Regions from separate parts of the Oryctolagus cuniculus genome. Here region 1 is linked to region 2. Evidence: chromatin contacts called from public Micro-C data. All regions are on one chromosome and are shown on one strand. The core of a region is the stretch at or near the end of the contact, and the rest is flanking DNA. Distances in the headings are between cores, read along the strand shown. Region 1 overlaps LOC127484713 (a long non-coding RNA gene). Region 2 holds the start of MED13L (mediator complex subunit 13L).

Region 1 (6,190 bases), core at 1,228-3,727, 65 kb before region 2:
TGAGCTACTGCTCCGAACGTCTACATCCCACACCACCTGCTTCAAGTCCACGCTCTTCCGCTCCCAACCCAGCCTCCTGGAGCTAGTGCACACGCGGGAGGAAGCAGGTGATGGCGCAAGTGGTTGGGTCCCTGCCACCCACGTGGGCGACTCCTCCTGACTTCTGGTCTCCTGGCTTCAGCCTGGCCTGGCCCTGGCGCCTTGTGGGCTTGTGAACCAGCATGAAACATGTTTCTCTCTCTGACTTTCAAATAAATGAAAATAAATTTTTGAGAATGTTTGTGACACACGAAGATTACATAAAATGCAAATTTTGGCACCTACAAATAATTTTTAAATAGCTTTATTGATACAATTTATAGATGCTAGTGAAGTTGTTAAAAATGTCCAAAGATTTCTGGTATATTGAAAGGGTGCCAAAAAAAACTCAATGTCAAAATAAGCAGTACTTTAATATAATATTTTCAAAATAAAAATTAATGCCCAAACAAATCCATGATGAACAAAATACTAGCCTTTGAAATGGTGAGAAACTCAGTAACAGAGCCGTGCCAAGCCGTGCTGAAGACTGAAGGGAAAAGAAAAATCAGTGACACAGATTCTACCTTGATTTTAAATTTTAATATACTTTTTTTTTAAAAAAAGATTTTACTTTATTTATTTGAGAGGCAGAGGCAGAGAGAGAGAGAGAGAAAGAGAGAGAGGTCTTACAACTGCTGGTTCACTCCTCAAATGGCCTCAAAGGCTGGAGCTGTGCCAATCCTAAGTCAGGAACCAGGAGCTTCTTCTGGGTCTCCCACGCAGGTGCAGGGGCCCAAGGACTTCTTCTACTGCTTTTCCAGGCCATAGCAGAGAGCTCAATCAGAAGTAGAGCAACCAAGATTCAAACCGGCACCCATATGGATGCTGGCACTGCAGGTGGTGGCTTTTTGCCCGCTACACTACAGCGCCGGTCCCTTAAATTTTAATATTCTGTCCATCATGGATTTTGTAATTCGTTTTGATTTTTTTAAAAAAATACATGGCATTTGGGGCTGGTGCTGTGGCATAGAGGGTAAGGCCGCCATCTGCAGTGCTGGCATCCCATATGGGCGCCAGTTCAAGTCCCGGCTATTCTTCTTCCGATCCAGCTCTCTGCTATGGCTTGGGAAATCAGTAGGAGATGGCCCAAGTCCTTGGGCCCCTGCACCCACGTGGGAGACCGAGAAGAAGCTCCTGGCTCCTGGCTTCAGATTGGTGCAGCTTTGGCCATTGCAGCCAGTTGGGGAGTGAACCAGCAGATGGACGACCTCCCTGTCTGCCTCTCCTTCTCTCTCTGTGCAACTCTGCCTTTCAAATAAATAAATAAATCTTTACAAAAAGGATATGGCATTAAAGGATTTATCTTGATTACTGAGCTTCTGTGTACCATCTTGAATTTTGCACCCAAATCAAGTCCAGGGCTTGGTGTCTGAGTCTGTGGGTAAAAGTGGCATTTAAGGTGGAGTCAGAGTGACAAAGCGGGCCAGTAGCTGTGAAGGATAGCAAACTCCTAGCACCTTGCATAGGACGTCGTTTTCTCCTGTATTGTAAAAAACATTTTCACAACTTTACCAACGTTTTCAAGAAAGTACTTTGTTTCATGATTCTAAAAATAAAAAATAGTCACTGAGAAAAACATAAAGCACTAAACAGTAAAAATAAAATAAAATAAATTTCACCCCAAATCCCATCACCCAGAGATAGTTGCTGTCATTGTATTGGGCACCTGTCCTTCCAGAATGTTCTCCCTATAGGTTCACATGGGCACATCAGTGTTGAATTTACAGAGAGGAGTCACCAGCCAGAATGGCACAGGTGTGTTTCCATCTCAATACATACAGAGCCACAGCATCATTGAAAGATTATTCCTTTATTTTCATCTTATATGAAAGGCAGAAAGCCAAGAGCTCTTCCATCCACTAGTTCACTTCTCAAATGCTCACAACAGCCAGGGGGAAGCCAGGAGATGGGAACCAGTCTAGGTCTCCCGCACGTGTATAGCAGAAAACCCGGACAGCTGAGCCGTCACCTGCTGCCTCCCGGGGTGTGCACAGGCAGGAAGCTGGCTTGCGAGCAGAGGAGCTGGGACTCGAATTCGTCATGTGGGCATCCCAATGGGGACTTAGCCACCGGGCCCAACCCCTGCCCACACAGCTCCAGCGTTGATGCCTACACAGTACACCAACACATGCACACAATAAAACCCCGCCCGCGAGCATCTGACTTTCTTTTTCTGTTAAGACATTTCTAAAGAAAAATAAATCACTTTGAATCACTCCCTACCACACGCTTTGTTTGTACCTTCTCTTCCTGTCTGTGGCTCAGGGCATATTTTCACATGGCTGAGGTCACGGTGGACGTTCAGTTTCATATTCTGCAAAGCTTGAGGGTTTGTACAAAACCAGTCCCCCGTGTTTTTTAGACTCTTTATCCAGTTTTCTCTTTTTCCAGGGCTCAGCAAACATCATGTGCTCTTTTTGTTTGTTTGTTTATTTCAGCCATTTTTAAAGACGTTTTAAAAAAACATTTTTGGGTTGCTGGTGAGAAAAAAAAATCAGAAAACAGGCTTCTGGCTGAATGTGGCCCACGAGTGTGCCAGCCCGTGTGTTATGTTGCCGCCCCTGTCTCTCAGTGCGGGGAAAGTCTCTACATACACAGCTTTTTCCGTCTTTTCAGCCATTTCCTTTGGATGCTTTCCCAGGAATGAGATCCTGGATCCGTGGGCAGAACCGTCTTTCATGACCCCTGACATAGATCGCTGTATTATAAAGCTGCTACCCAGCACCTGTGAACACACGGGCGTAGGCTCCTTACAACCTTGCCAGCGCCTGGTCTATACTCACTTGGCTGCTCTAAAATGATAGGTTGTTGACATTTGTCCATCTGATTATTCTCAAAGGAGGGTTTTGGTTTTTTGCTTTGTTTTGTTTTGTTTTTCACAAGTTCCGTTGCTCTTCGTTGAGTCATCGTAGAGGCCGTGTTGGAATCGGCTGAGAAGGAGCCGTCTTTGAACCGCTTCCTCCAGGTCAGAGACAAACGCTCACTTAGTTCAAACGCACGTGTGCCGAGAAGCACGGTACAAGTCTTGCTGTGTTAAAGCAACAGAGAAACCCACGGAGGACTCCTTGCTCCACGGCCGCACAAAGATCCTGAAAGTGGGTCGAGAAGGAATTCATCCTGCGGGTTCCAGTAATTAGAGTCGACAAAAGGATGGAAAGTTCAGGAAGGACTGGGGGCAGAGGGGGCGGGAGGGGCTCTTGCAAGGCCCCTGGTCTTGGCGCACTGCCCCCTGGACGCTGCGGCCCCAGCACTGGCAGCCCCCAAGGGACTTTCCTTTCCCCCTCTTCTGGCTTAGAGACTCGCGTTTGGCTTTTCCTCCGGCGTGAAGTCAGATGGTGCCAGAGGCGGAATGGATCCCACTGGGAGATCATCCCCTTCTCAAGGGAACGAACACTCCATGCTTGCTTCCTTCGTATCCAGCACAGGTGGAAGTGACTTCTCCATCTTCGCAGGAACCCAACATGACATGAGCTGCTGCTTTTACTTCTTCTTCTTTTTTTTTTTTTTTTTTTTGACAGGCAGAGTGGACAATGTGAGAGAGAGACAGAGAGACAGAGACAGAGAGAAAGGTCTTCCTTTGCCGTTGGTTCACCCTCCAATGGCCACCGCGGCCGGCGCACCGTGCTGATCTGATGGCAGGAGCCAGGTGCTTCTCCTGGTCTCCCATGGAGTGCAGGGCCCAAGCACTTGGGCCATCCTCCACTGCACTCCCGGGCCACAGCAGAGAGCTGGCCTGGAAGAGGGGCAACCGGGACAGAATCCGTTGCCCCAACCGGGGCTAGAACCCCGTGTGCCGGCGCCGCTAGACAGAGGATTAGCCTGTTGAGCCACGCGCCAGCTTGCTTTTACTTCTGATACAGGTTTGTACTCACTTTTTCTTTTCTTTTAAGGGATTCATTTATTTACTTGAAAGAGTTAGAGAGAGAGAGAGAGAGAGAGAGAGAGAGAGAGAGAGAGAGAGAGAAATCTTCCATCTGCTGGTTCAATCCCTGGATGGCCACAACGGCCGGGGCTGGGCCAGGCAGGAGTCAGGAGCCAGGAGCTTCTTCCAGGTATCCCATGTGGGTGCAGGGGGCAGCCTCCACTGCTTTTCTCGGGCCATCAGCTGGGAGCTGGACTGGGAGTGGAGCAGCTGGGACACCAATTGGCACCCATATGGGTACTGGCATCGCCAGTGGTGGCTTTCACCTGCTACACCACAAGAGCAGTCACTGCATGTATGGAGCACATGTGATCCATGACAAGGACACACAGAGGCGAACACTTGTCTAGGGAGGCTAACAGGCCAGGACTCTGGTCAGAAGGTTTCAAGTGTACGGTCAAGTGTCTCCCAGTGGAAGAAGCCGTTGGGTGTACAATGGGGGCGTGGTAAGGATGAGAGTAAGCAGAAAAGGGCATTGCTGCCCCCCGCCCCCAGAGCACCTACACTTAATGAGAGGCAGAGAGACGGGAAGATATCCCAGCCACTGGTTCACTCCCCTAAATGCCCACAGTCATCACCAGTTGCCTCCCAGGGTAAACCTGGAGTCAGCAGCCAGAGCCGGGTGTTGAACCGAGTCACCCTCTGTGGGGTATGGGTGTTCCAAGTGGCGTCATAGCAGCTATGCCAAACGCCTGCCCCTAATTTTTTCAAACATCGTTGTCCCAGTCCAACAAAATTTGCCTGCCAGGAATCTCAGCTTGTGAGTCTGGAAGAGCCACCATCAGCATCTTCATCTCTTTGTTGGCAGCCAACACCGCGTTCCCAGCTCTCCGCTTCCCACCCGTCCTCAGCTCTCTGCTAGGCTCGCCGAGACACCCCTGTGGAAAAAGAAGCCAGAGCTCCAAACCACGCCATCTCCCCAAGGATCAGCTTGGGGTTGCTGGACAGCACTGTCCGGACCAGCACGCGTGCTATGGTCGCCCACAGTCATCTCAGCTCTGGGCAAAACTTTGAGTAGGTGGTCCATTCTGGGCATCTTGAGTGCTAAGGCAAAGAGGTCTGCTCAGGCTTGCCTTAGCAAGAGAGGCTGTCTTGTAGACACAACCTCCAGGTGGGCATTTGGTGCAGAGGTTAAAACACCAGTCCGGATGGCAGCATCCCACGTGGGAGTGCTTCCGATTCTAGCTCCCTGCTAATGCGCACCCTGGGAGACAGCAGGTGATGGGCCAAATACTTGAGTCCCTACCACCCAGGTGGTACAGTGGGTAAAACCACTGCCTGTGGTGCTGGCATCCCATATGGGCACCAGTTCAAGTCCCGGCTGCTCCATTGTTGGCCCTGGAACTGTTCTACCCCCTCCCTTGTTCAATGTGGTCTTGCAGCAAGTGTCGGTCACGGTCCCCTGTCCTTTCACGCCCACCATCCCAGGGAATGTGCCCTTGACCCAAGTGAACCAGGGGTAGCAAATGGTGGGCCTGGATGTCTCCTACACGTGAGGCATTTAGGAGAGCCCACTGTTGCTGTCTAGATTCCTAGAATTTCCTTGCTTCCTGTCCCTCCTTCGCCTTGCCCAGTTTTTCCATTCGGGGGGGGTCATGCACATCTTCCCAGCAAACTCCCAACATCCTTTTCTGCCGTTTACAACCACAGAGCCCAGGCTGATGTGCCTTCCTTGAACACTGTGTGTAATAATTTTTGTTCTTATTATCTGAGAGACAGACAGACAGCTCCCAACCAGTAGCTCACACCCTAAATGCCCGGAACAGGCCTGGGCTGGGCTGGGGCTGAAGCAGGGACCGGGGAACCCAATCTAGGTCTTCTACATGGGCGGCAGGAACCCAATGACTTGAGCCATCACTACTGCCTCCCAGGTTGCCTTAGCAGGAAGCTGGAGTCAGCAGTCAGACGGGGGACTCCCGTGTGAGACACAGGCATCTCAGCTACCAGGCTAAATGCTCCGACAACAAGGTTTCAATAGCCATCCCACCCCCAGTGTTCTCTACCTCAATACCTGGCTTTTTGTGTTAAGCACCTAGAATTTTAGAATTGCTTGGCTGTCTGACACCTGACTAGAAGCTGCAGGCAGACAGGAAATGCCACAGGCTTGCTCACTGCTGTATGCTCTGGGTCTAAGACATGCCTGGTACCATTGTTCTGTTAAAGGAGTAAAGGGAGTCCCAGGCGTTG
Region 2 (6,545 bases), core at 2,762-5,261:
AGCTGCTTTAACAAATTATCATAAACTGGGCAGCTTAAACAACAGAAGTTTAGGGGGCGAGCATCTGGTGCAGCCATTAAGATGCCGCTTGGGATGCCTGCAACCCATATTGGGTTGAATACCTGGGTTTGAGTCTGGCTCTGCTTCTGATTCCAGCTTCCTGCTAATGTGCACCCTGGGAAGCAACAGGTGATCACTCAGGTACTTGGGTTTCTGCCACCCACTTGGGAGACTCAGATTGCTTCCAGGTGCCTGGATTCTGCTGGGACCAGATCCAGCTGTTGTGGGCATTTGTGGAATGAACCAGCAGGTGGAAAATCACTTTCTATCTGCCCTGTCTCTGCCTTTCAGATAAAATTCAATGTTTAAAACAATTATTAGGGGCCAGCACAGTGGCGTAGCAGGTAAAGCTGCCACCTGCAGTGCCGGTATCCCATGTGGGAGCCAGTTTGTATCCCGGCTGCTCTACTTCCTTTCCAGCTCTCTGCTATGGGCTGGGAAAGCAGTGGAAGATGGCCCAATTCCTTGGGCCCCTCCACCTGCATGGGAGACCCAGAAGAAGCTCCTGGCTCCTGGCTCTAGATCGGCACAGCTCTGGCCATTGTAGTCATCTGGGGAGTGACCCAGTGGATGGAAGACGCGTCTCTCTTTCTCTACTTCTATCTCTGTGTAACTCCGCCTTTCAAGTAAATAAATAAATCTTTAAAAAATCCAATTACTAACAAAATTTTATTTCACACAGTTCTAGAGACCAAGAAGTTCAAGATCAAGCTGCAGTAACTGGTGAGGTCTTCACGTGTCAGACAGAGAGAGGAGAAGCAAGTTCTCTTCTTATAGGGGCACCAATCCTATTTGAGGGCTGCACCCTCCTGCTAATCACCTCCCAAAGAAAGTACCATTAGAGGGGTGATTACGGTTTCAACTTGGGAACTTTGGGCAAGACGTAAACAGTCATAGTAAAGAGTGAAGCTAGGCATCTTCCTCTTTAAAAATGAATTAATTAGAGAAGTGCAGAGAGAGGGTTTCCATCCACTGGTTTACTCCCTAAATGCCTACAACAGCTGGGGCCAGGTCACACCGAAGCTGGTAGCTGGGAGCTCAATTCTGGTTTTCCACATTAGCTGGAATCAGGAGCCAGAGTCGGGAACTGAACCCAGGTACTGCAAACAGGGAGCCAATGTCTTCCTTACTAGGCTGAACACCTGCCTGGAACATTGTCTATGTATTTTGTAGCTGGTGTTTTCTAGTCTATAAACTATCCAAATCCTTTGTTCATATTTGTGTTTGTTTTTGTCTTAATTTTCTTTTTTTTTTAAGATTATTTATTTGAAAGTCAAAGTTAACAGAGAGGGACACACACACACACACACACACACAGATCTTCCAGTTTCCATGAATTTCATTTGGGTCTCCCATATCGGAGGCAGGGACCCAAACACTTGGGCCATCTTCTGCTGGTCTGGGAAACTGGATCAGAAGCAGAGCAGCCGGAACATGAACCAGCACCAATATGGGATGCCTGCATTGCAGGCGGCTTTATTTGCTACACCACAACACCAGCTCCAGGAGATTTTCTTAAAAATTTATTTTCATTTTGTTTGAAAGGCAGAGAAACACAGAGACATATCCTACACCCACTGGCTTATTGCCTTAATGCCTGCAGTACCCAGGGGCCAGGGTGAAGGGGAGCACAGAATTCCGAGGCATTAACAGGAAGTGGAGCCAGGACTTAAACCCAGGCACTCTGATATGGGATGTAGGCATCCCAAGCAGCAACTTAACCACTGTGTCAAATGCCTACCCCAGGCTCTGGGGGATTTTTTTTTTTTTTTTAAGTTAAAGCTTAACTTGCCGAAGAATGAATGAGAACTTGGTGACCTGGCACGCAGGATAAATCCCTCCTGGGGGTGAATATTGGAATCTGTATACCACGGACCATGGCATCCTTGGATTGTTCAGACTTAAGTAACGCCACGGGTGTAGTTACGTGCTGTGGCTGTTTTTTTCCGTCAACACTGTCTTAACAGTAATTCATGATATTGGTCTGAGGTCACTGGGTCGCTAATTAGGGTCCCTGTTTGACAGGTTTAGGAAATCAGAGTGTTAAACCACGATGGTCAAAGTAATACAACCAGGGATGGCAAAGCCAGCCAAAGGCATCTCTCCACGAGCCTCCTGAATCCGCGCTGGGACACAGGAGTCAGCCGCGCTGGGTTTGAGAGACCTTGGAGCTGTCCCTGCCCCCCTCTGAGCTTTGCCTCATGACAGTCTTAGTAACAGTATCTACCTCCCCTGGTCCTTGGGAGGATTAGGAGAAATAATGTATGCACATTGGTTATAAGTGTCCACAGGTTACAACATAGTGTCGATTGTGATACTAAACATTATAACCGATGCTCACAAGGGGCTTGACCGTAGCCGCATTTTTGGTAGCTGCAAAGCTCAATTTTCATACGTCCAGGATTCCTCTCCTTTTATTACACTCCTCTCTCTCCCTCTTTTTTTTGTCTTTTAGTCTAACCCACCAGAAACAGCTTCCACCTTTTCAGAGAGCAAGTGCCTACAGGTTGGGAGGCAGGCTCTGCACATCGGGTTCCTCCGGACTCCCAGGCCCTCGACCCCCGACCGAGGCCCGCTGCGGAGCGTCTGCTCCCAACACAGCGTTAGCGCAATGCCCGGCAGTTATAACAGACCCAGCATGGAGCAAGAGCTCAGGGGACGTTTATGCAATGAATGAATGAATGCACACAGGAACTAGGATCCCCGCGCTCCAGCATGTCTGTATTGAACGCACAGGGCCTGGCGTACAGTACGAGCCTGGCTGCACTGCACGCTGGTGGCAAGGGTTCGAATCCCAAGACCTCGGGCAAGTGACTTGAGCTCCCTGTGCTTTGACTTCCCCCTCGGCAAAAGGCGTAGAGGCTTCGATGGACACTCCGAAGCACTTGGACCCTCTGCCCGGCCCACGGGAGCCCTCGTCACACCGGCTGGCCTGGGCGGTCGGCAGCACCGGCGAGGGCCGCGGGGCTGCAGCTACACCAGGTCCGCTCGGGGCCGGCGATCGCGCCCCCAACGCGCCAGGATCCGCGCCCCGCGAGAGCGCGCGGCCGCCCACGGCAGCCTCGGGTCGGCTGCCCGCCGCCCGCCACGGGAGCCGGCCGCCTGCACTTCTTTCTTTCCTTCTCCGGCTCCCTCCCTCTTCCCGGCCGGAGAACGCGGCTGCTCTCGGCTCAGCAGCGCCTCCCGCGAGCCGCCGCCGCCGCCGCCGCCGCCGCCGCTCCGGGCCCCTCCCCCGCCCGCCCCCCGCCCCCCCGCGCGGCCGGCGCCCGTCACGTGACGCAGCGGCAGCCAATGGCGAGCCGAGCCGCGGTCGGCGGCCGCCATTGCTGTCAGAGCGAGCGAGCCCGGGGAGGGAGGAGAAGCGAGGCTGACTGGGGAGGAGGGGGGGGTGGGGGAGGAAGAGGAAGGAGGGGACGTCGCTCGGCTGCCGGGGTCGCCCGCTGGCTTCGTCCGCACCCCCCCCTTCGCGAGTTCGCGCTCCGCGGCGGCGGCGGCTCCGAGGCGGCGGCGGCGGCGGCTCCGGGGCTCGCCTCCCCTCACGCGCCGGCGGGGCCCGAGGGGGAGTCGGTGGCTGGAGATAAACAAGGCGGCGGCAGCGGCGGCGGCTGAGGATCAGGGAAGGCGGAGGCGGCGGCCGGCCCGTAGCGCCGGCCCGGGAGGCAGCGGCGGCCCTGAGAGGCGGGGAGGGCGCCGGGCCGCGCGGACAGCGCCCCCCGCCGCCGCCGCAGCCGCCGCCGCCGCCGCCGCCCGAGCAGGAAGGAGCCGCGCGGCCGCCGCGGACCCCCCCGCCGGCCCGGGCCCGCCGCCCCCGGCGCGGCGTCGCCGCGGCGCCTCCCGCCCGCCCGCCGGCCCTCCCGCCCTCCTCCTCCTCCTCCTCCTCCTCCTCCTCCGGCGGCGGCGGCGGCCCGGCCGCTCCGCGCTCCCCGGCGAGGCGCCGCCGCCCGGCCCGGCCTCGCCTCGGACGCCTCGCTCCGACATGCCCCGCTCTGGCGGCCGGGCTCGCGGAGGATCATGACTGCGGCAGCGAACTGGGTGGCGAACGGGGCGAGCCTGGAGGATTGTCACTCCAACCTCTTCTCGCTGGTGAGTAGCCGGGCCGTGGGGAGGGGGCAGGCCGGGGGGGGGGGGTCTCCGACCTCCGCCGCCGACCAACTTTCTCCTCCCGCCGCCGGGACTTCGCCCCTCCCTCGCCTCTCCCCGCCGTTCGCCTCTAGCTGATTCTCCCCCTTTTGGATCGTCGCTCCCTCGCCTTGGATCCCATCCAGTGTTTATTTGGCTCTTTAAAAATCATTTGTGAGCGCAGCGCTCGGCGTGGAATTTGCATGTGGAAGTCTCCAAGCTGCGGATTCTGGGTCGCACTTCGAACGCCCACCCTCTGTTGCAATCACACCCCCCTTCCCCTCCCCTCTTCCCCGTTTTTTTTTTTTTTTTTTTTTTTTCCCCCTCTCCCTCTCCTCTCCCTTCCTTCCTAAACGTGGAAGGCTTTGCCTGGTGCTCCCCGCGCCTGCCATCAGCAGCAGCCTTTGCCCCTCTTGTCGGATCGGCCGCCCGCCTGCCTTTTGAATTTTTTTTTTTTTTTTAAATTCCATAATGACAGCCGCAATTTCGCCCGAAAGCAGTTGATTGAATGCGATTGTGTGGCTAAAGGACCGTCGCCCCCGGAGCTCCGGCGCTCGTAAACACGGACCTGCCGGCCGCCTCCCGGGGCTCCCCGCGCCGGAGCCCCGAGAGCCAGGCCCCCGAGCCGACGGAGGGCGGAGAGAGCGTCTCCTCCCTCTCCCCCTGTGTCTTCTAAAAACTGTTTTCTCTCTGCTGACAACAAATCCACACACACACACACACACAAAAGCAACAAGCTGGGCGGTGTGATAACATCGCTTTTATCTGCCTTCGCCTCTCGCGCTCTCGCTCTCTGATAATTGACAACTTTTCCTCTGGATTTGCATCGCCTGCCTTAATCTTGAAGCAGTTAGGGTGTCAATTGTTCTCGCGGAAGCCCGGCACCCGACGACGGCGTCTGGATCCATCGAAATTAAAAATGTATAGGGCTCCGGCAACTCTTTCCTGGCGGTGGCAGTGACATTTGGTGGTAAATGCCATCTTTGCTTTTTATTGGGTCGTATTACCTAGCTCCGAAAACATTCACGTTGTTCAACCTGGTGTTTAGACTAATAATTGCAATGCGTGGTCTTTAAATGTGTGCTTTGTGCATGAGTTACTGTATGTATAGCTATGTGCCCGGGAGACTACGAATTTGTTTAAATATTGAGCAAAGATTTGTAAACAGATGTAAGGCAATTATGTTTCAAGCGTAGAATATAATTGGAAAATTGGCAGAACGGTTTATTTAATTTAACCTTAAAAAAAAAAAACTTATTTTAAGTTGTGTACCCTGTTTTTTTGAGGGGGGGCCTCTGGACTCTTGGAGAGCATGCATTTTGGAAATTATTTTCTGTAACCCCTGCTGTAGATAGAAGCATTATTTCCTCTTAATCCTTGTTTATGCTGGGTAAATAATTTAGTGTTCAAATTGTAATTAGTTACATTTAATTATGGGTGGCATAGATGCTTTTTTCCCTTTGAGAATAGTGGGGAAATAGAAAATCTTGCCAACTTTTCAAGTGGAAGTATTATTTTATTAAATACATTACAGTATTTATACAGATAAAAACATCACATGTGATTTTCTGTCTACAAACATGGAATGACATAGTGTTGTTTCCACTGTGGTGTGGGATCACCTTAAGTTTTTTCTATCATCAAACATTTTTATCCAGATATTTAATCTTAACATTGAATTGCAAGCTGTGAATCTTCTCTCAGCACTGTGAGAATTTTCCCTTGATCTTTTTGTGTGTGGGAATAAAACTCACTTTGCCTCTTTTCCTCTTCTGTCTTCCTCTCAATCTATCATTTGGTATGAGGTTGAGGGACTTTCATAGATTAGCAAATGTATTGATTAAGGGGCATTTAAAATGGTTTTTGTTTGGCGGCTGGTGACCACATTGACACTTTTACAGGTAATTAAAACAACCAAGTAGACGGATATTAGTGAGGAGAGAGTGCCCACATTACCATGTATCATGCTGACTGGTAATGGCTTGTGTGTATGTGGCTAATTTCTACATGCACTGGATTTTGTAGACAGATGAAAGTGTATGATTTGTACAGTCTCTAAGGTGTATCATTTCTTTCACTTTCTAATAGAGCGTAAGTAAGAATGATAATGTTACAGAGATAAGATGCTTGAGATTCTTGTGGAGAAACTGAGTGTTTTAGGAGGGGATTCTGTACTTCTACTGACTCAAGTTTTGTGTTTTGGGTTTTCTTCCTTAAACTTCTTTACCCAAGGAATTATTTCTTGAATGCATTCTTTTTTAAAAATAGAATTGTCTTTGGGTAGTAACTTTGAAATGCAGAACCACAGAAATGCTAAACGTGATTTTTTAAAAAGAACTTTATAATGTGCCTACATTCCCTTATAC

Evidence for each region. A called contact is a pair of places that touch in the nucleus more often than the background predicts.
Region 1: a contact with region 2 is called in a Micro-C map of ear pinna, with 2.8 times the contacts expected there. The contact joins the enhancer-like site here to the promoter of MED13L in region 2. A contact is called at or near these places in 2 of 6 Hi-C or Micro-C datasets (ear pinna and an unstated tissue).

The regions. Positions count from the first base shown.
Region 1 is chr21:12,844,333-12,850,522 of mOryCun1.1, reverse strand. It overlaps LOC127484713 (a long non-coding RNA gene), which reads left to right. Exons shown (of 2, transcript XR_007911909.2): 2 at 1,131-1,387. Among named protein-coding and RNA genes, the nearest start is that of MED13L, 65 kb to the right of the region's middle. Within about 2 kb of position 2,477, at least 3 of the 8 cell types and tissues checked have an H3K27ac peak or open chromatin away from gene starts, as enhancers often do. A contact at or near this core is called in ear pinna, where this site is marked.
Region 2 is chr21:12,780,209-12,786,753 of mOryCun1.1, reverse strand. It overlaps MED13L (mediator complex subunit 13L), which reads left to right and starts at 4,011. Exons shown (of 32, transcript XR_007911907.2): 1 at 4,011-4,143.